Regions from separate parts of the Macaca mulatta genome. Here region 2 is linked to region 1. Evidence: chromatin contacts called from public Hi-C data. All regions are on one chromosome and are shown on one strand. Each heading gives the region's core, a stretch centred on a gene start, on an enhancer-like site or on the middle of the called end of the contact. The rest is flanking DNA. Distances are from core to core; before and after follow the strand shown. Region 1 overlaps PICALM (phosphatidylinositol binding clathrin assembly protein). Region 2 has its middle 26 kb from the start of EED.

Evidence for each region. Hi-C and Micro-C count contacts between places; a contact is called where the count stands out from the background.
Region 2: a contact with region 1 is called in a Hi-C map of blood, with 3 times the contacts expected there. The contact joins two enhancer-like sites. A contact is called at or near these places in 3 of 14 Hi-C or Micro-C datasets (blood, fetal cortical plate and fibroblasts).

The regions. Positions count from the first base shown.
Region 1 is chr14:86,651,647-86,654,561 of T2T-MMU8v2.0, reverse strand. All of the region lies in intron 1 of PICALM (phosphatidylinositol binding clathrin assembly protein), which reads left to right. Among named protein-coding and RNA genes, the nearest start is that of PICALM, 16 kb to the left of the region's middle. Within about 2 kb of position 1,376, at least 6 of the 40 cell types and tissues checked have an H3K27ac peak or open chromatin away from gene starts, as enhancers often do. A contact at or near this core is called in blood, where this site is marked.
Region 2 is chr14:86,813,598-86,816,512 of T2T-MMU8v2.0, reverse strand. No RefSeq gene overlaps it. Among named protein-coding and RNA genes, the nearest start is that of EED, 26 kb to the left of the region's middle. Within about 2 kb of position 1,387, at least 4 of the 40 cell types and tissues checked have an H3K27ac peak or open chromatin away from gene starts, as enhancers often do. A contact at or near this core is called in blood, where this site is marked.

The DNA.
Region 1 (2,915 bases), core at 127-2,626:
TTTATTAGCTGCTTCCCTAGCTTTAGATACCAGTGCTGTGAAACTAGCAATGTATTTTTTCCTTTTCACACATAGTTTGTAGTGGGGTTGTTGAGAAGAATAGGAAAGAAGGAATGCATAATTCTGCTGGCACATGTGCAGGGGGCTCAGTATACCTTACCATCCAAAATTGGACCTCTGAATGTTATTATACATAATGTTTGGGTCTGCAAATAACTAAAATCAGGCATACTGTGAACTCATGGTTTTTGTGGACTTCTCTGGGAATTGAGCTTTTATTGAGTTCTAAATTTATGAGTGAACTTAAACACAAACTATCTTATTGGGTGATAGTATGAATACATAAGATTTGTTAAATCAGTTTAGAGTCAGTAAGAATCTTGGTGGCCTGTTTGATTTAATTAGTGACTTATATGTATCTGAAAATGATATATTGTCACTTGTGCATTTTTAAAGCTGGATCTCTACCAAACAAGGCTTTGTTAGTTTTGGCTGGGTACCGTGGCTCATGCCTGTAATTCCAGCACTTTGGGAGGCCGAGGTGGGCAGATTGCTTGAGTCCAGGAGTTTGAGACCAGCTTGGGTGACATAGTGAAATCCCATCTCTACTGAAAATATAAAAATTATTTGGGCATGGTGGCACACGCCTATAGTCCCAGCTACTTGTAAGGCTGAAGTGGGAGGATCACTTGAGTCCAGGAGGCAGAGGTTGCAGTGAGCTGAGGTCATGCCACTGCACTCCAGCCTTGGTGACAGCGAGACCCTGTCTCAAAAAAAAGACTTTGTTAGTCTTATAGAAATTAATATGCTCTTTAGCATTACATATTGAGTCTTGTTAAAATAAAACTTTAGACAAATTAAATTTGGCAGTTAATTTGAGCAAAGAAACAATTATGAATTGAGCAGCACCCTGAAGGAGTAAAGGTTTGGAAAGTTCCACCCAGCAATGTGGATAGTCAGGATTTATAGACAGAAAAAGAAGTGACATCTTGACATAGCCTGATTCATTACAGGTCTGCATTTGGGTCCACGTTTGCCTTATTTGGACACGTCTGAGCAGCTTGCAGCTTGTGATTGGCAGAAAACTTAGCTGCTCGGAACAAGAATATACTCAAGTTAGGTTGCAGTTTTACCATACTGAGGTGCAGTTCACTGCTAATGGAAGCAGCTTTAGGCCAAATTTAATTAACAGTGTCACTATTCAGGTCGTGTTGAGATTATTGTGAAATCAAAGTGCAGAAACACTAATCTGTCCTCAGTCTGGTAGGGAAGATGACATATGTAGATAGCTGTATTGCCAGACAGTGTGAGATAAGTACAGATCAAATGACGTTAAAAATCAGAGGAGTGAGATACTGCTTTTGATAAGGGAAGAGAACTGGACCTTAAATGATAAGTTATTAGGAACACTAGGCATTTCAGGTGGAGGAAAGAGCATGAGCAAACATTTGTAGACAGGAAGTTGAAATTGTGTTTGAGAAACAAAGAAATTTGTAAATGGGGTGCTTTTGGACTGTGAGAGGGACAGGTTGGGTGCAATGAGAAGTATAGTTGGAACAATTGAGGCTAGATTGTGAAGGGAGTATGACTTTTAATTATATGACCTTTAGATACAGCTTTTTGGCTACCGTAGGTCAAGTTGGACCATAGTTAGAGCCAATTTTTCAAAATTACACTTTATCTGTAGTTTCTGCTGCCAGTGTGAAAACAGGAAAGGCAAGGAGTTTTGCTGATCTGGAAGCTGAGGATGAGATTTTGCTGCCTCAAGCTTTTTGTATTAACTTTATCATAGACTGAATGAATGGTGGCAATTACTGAGGTTTGGGGGATTTCCGAGTCTCTAGATTGCACAGGAATCATTGAAGAAGTCTTCTCAACAGAAATAATGTAAACCTAACTTTGATCTGAAAGTAGAAATTTTATAAAAGAAAGGAAACCTTTCAGTCTTCAGGGATTCACAAAATCTGATAAAAATTGGTGTATTAGTCCATTCTCATGCTGCTATGAAGAAACACCCAAGACTGGGTAATTTATAAAGAAAAGAGGTTTAATTGACTCACAGTTCTGCATGGCCAGGGAGGCCTCAGGAAACTTAAAATTATGGCAGAAAGGGAAGCAAACATGTCCTTTTTCACATGATGGCTGGAGAGAGAAGTGCCCCTTGTAAAACCATCAGATCTCATGGGAACTCACTCACTATCTTGAGAACAGCATGGGAGAAACTGCCATGCTGTTTCAATTATCTCCACCTGGTCCCGTACTTCACGTGGGGGTTATTACAGTTCAAGGTGAGATTTGGGTGGGGACACAGAACCAAACCGTATCAGTTGGTTTAGTTAGGACATAACATACAAAATGGGGAGAATAGCTAACATTTAAGGAGACCTTTTTATGTCTGGGGCAATTGACATGCATTATTAACACAATATTTATACAAACTTATTCATCAGATAGTCCTATTGGCTCTATTTTCCAGATACTTAAACTAAAACACTACTAGTAAGAAGACACAGAGAATAAATCCAACATTTAGATGGCTCTGAAGAACCTTGACTAGAGGTCACGCAATCTGAAGGGGAGCCTCTTAGCTCACAGAAAACTTATATGGAATGAGATATAGATAGGAGAGAGCTTTTCTTTGAGAAATATAATTTATGTAAATATGTAAGATTACATTTTGAGATGTCAACTTTCTTTTTTTTTTTTTTTTTTTTTTTTTGAGACGGAGTCTTGCTCTGTCACCCAGGCTGGAGTGCAGTGGCCAGATCTCGGCTCACTGCAAGCTCCGCCTCCCGGGTTCACGCCATTCTCCTGCCTCAGCCTCCCGAGTAGCTGGGACTACAGGCACCTGCCACCTCGCCCGGCTAGTTTTTTTTTTTTTTTTTTTTGTAATTTTTACTAGAGACGGGGGTTTC
Region 2 (2,915 bases), core at 138-2,637, 160 kb before region 1:
TAATCTGAATATCTGCAATTGTCATAGGTTCCAAAAATTTTGTTTAATTCTCCGGAATCAGCTAATATCCTATTTAAAGTTGTTCGCCTTTTTGATTGGTATCACCTGCTACCTTTCTCCTTTCTCACAGTATTTAGAACAATCTTTGCCAAATGGTTTTTGTGTCTTTCCAGACCATGATGTGGTTGACTAAGAATTTGTTTAAGCCTAACTATTTTTCAGTTCTTCATTTGACTCAAAAAGTAGTTTGTTGTAGAATAGAAGCTTCCCCTTGAAATAGCATATGGCAAGACCTGGAGGAAAAAAACGACTTAACCACTGGAAAATTCTTCCATAAAATAAGATTAAACAAGCTGTACAATTCTCTTTTACCATGTTATCAGACAAATATTCAGTATACCTCCATCCTCAACGGATAAAGGCGAACTTTTCCCTTTATTAAAATTGAGAGTGTTGCAGAATATTTCCATTATGTGCGAAGAAAAGAGGAACTAGCATTTATTAGCACACATATTATGCCAGTCTCTGTGACAGGTGCAATCTGAGCGCTATCTTGTTTAATCAACTACCACTATGCCTGAATAGAGAGATGGTCATACAATGCCAACGTGGTAATAAACTTCAGAGGTCATATAACCCACTGCTTTGGTTCTTTAGAGAAAACGCTGAGGCCCAGGGAGTAGTTTAGTGATCATTTAGTTCATTAAAAACCAAACGGGACTTGAGCTCAGTTTTCTGACACTTAGTTCTGTGCTCTTTCTATAACATACTGGTATTCTCATGTATTGACTTATAGTTATATAGTCACTATTCTTTCCTGTGTCTCTGCCTGCCCCATCTATTTTTTCTATTTCTTCTTTCTTTGTATTTTTTCATCTTTAACAGTAACGTTTTCTCTATTCTTAGAAAATTGGGTGTTTGAAAACATCCTTCAACAACTTAATTCAACTTTTATCTAATGATTATTAACTGCATACTGGATCTTAGACACCGTGCTGGGTAATTGGTTGGATATGGTAAGATAATATATAGAGAGATAACTAAAATACAAGGCAGTGTATGATAAGAACTTTGTAAATAAGTTCTACAAGATTTCAGAGGTAGGTGTGGGGAAAGTGGCCGGTGAACTGGGCTTCTAAAGAATGGAAAAGGGTTTCATAAGGATAAGGGCTGAAGGTAGGACAATAATTTTATACAAACTGAAGAGCAGTAATAAGGATACAGAAGAAGGGAGCAATGCAAGTTAGAGAGATGTCAAGTAGAATTGTAGGAGTAACAAACTGTCTGAGAGGAGAAAATGGAGGACAAGGCTGAGAAACAGGCTGTTTTACTTCTGCAGCAGGGCAAGGGATCCTTCCCCTTATCAAGGCTAGAATACAAAGAAGGTGGAAGCCCCAGTCAGCTGTCATAGAAGTTGTAGACAGGTCACCTAGAGGCAGCACTGGAAACGGCGAAAATCAGCAATTCAGGTGTCAAAGGTATCAACCAACTGGCACTAAAGCTGCTATCAACTGGTACAAAAAGAACCACAGTCCAAGGAGACGCTTACTAACACACTCCTACCTCCAGGGGGCGCTCAAGGTTTCCATCCTTCCTTTCAAAGAAAAAGGATCTCTGAAGAGACTCCAGGACAAAAATGGGGATTTCAGATATAGATGGAGGTTTCAGAGAGATGATTCTGCAGGGGATTCTGTTGAAGGAATAAAGTGGTTATAAACAGAAGTGGGCTGAGAGAAGACTTTCCCCGTCAGTGACCTCTGGCGACTCAGCTTTGGTTAACTCTTGTAATGCTTTCATCTTTTCATCTCTTCCCTGCCTTGGGATTCGTGTGTGGGACGTTCTCCAGTCAGGAGGGCAAAAGTAACCTCAGGGAGTCCACTTTGTTCAGTCCAGCTGCTGAGGCGAGAGACCTGATAGGGTTTGGAATGTAGCATGAACTGGCAGCAAAGCATGGGCATTTGTCCAGCGTCCTCTTGTGTATGTGTTGGATGAGAAGCTTGTGCAGCCACATGCAGGATTCAGGATCCTGGCAGATTGTTTCCACCTCCTAATTGTACAAGATTGGCATCTGGTGTGGTCAGGCAAGGGACTAAGATTTAGGAGGCAGGAAATTCACAGCAGGATTCTTGCTGCGAGGAAATCTTACCCAAACCTTTAATTAGTGATTACCAACAGGCAGAGATGGAGACCTGTTTCTAGCACCAGAAAATGTACTCTTGAGAGGCTTAGACTACAAAGGCACCTAGCTGCACATTTGTGAGGCTCCATCCCCTGTGGTGGGAACAGAATCTGGATTTGCCAGGATTCACTTTTGGGACTCGAACATCCTGCCAGCAGAAGTCTGGAATTTGGAGAAATGCAAAGCCAAATGTGAGGTAGATGCCTTCTTTACAAAATAAAGATTGTGTTCTTGGACAGAGCCAGCCCTCATTTAATTTAAAAGTGAGAAGGTGGAAGCGCTAGGAGCAATGGCATGAATCTAGGATCCTGGAGAGGTGTTTAATCTGTAGGAATGAAGCAGACCTGTGAATGACATATGGAAGAAGCATGCCAATATTGTAAATTATTAGTTTTGTTAGTCCACAGTGGTGTTCAGATACAACTGTCTGGGAGGGAAGGCAGCCTGCACAGGTGTTGAACTTACCCTAGCATGTGGGTGTCAGAATGTCACAATTAAATCTTATTTTTTCTTTATACATTCAGAGAGCATTTAAAACATTCTCTTCTATGATTCCAGTTATAGGAGTCACATTATTATTCCAGCATGCCATCTGATATTAAAATAATTTAATATGAAGGCCTATGGGTTCTAACACAATAATTTCTTATCCTATCATTTACATACTTCTAATTTCTAATATCTCTTATACAATTCTATTTATTTATTTTGAGTCAGGGTCTTGCTCTGTCACACA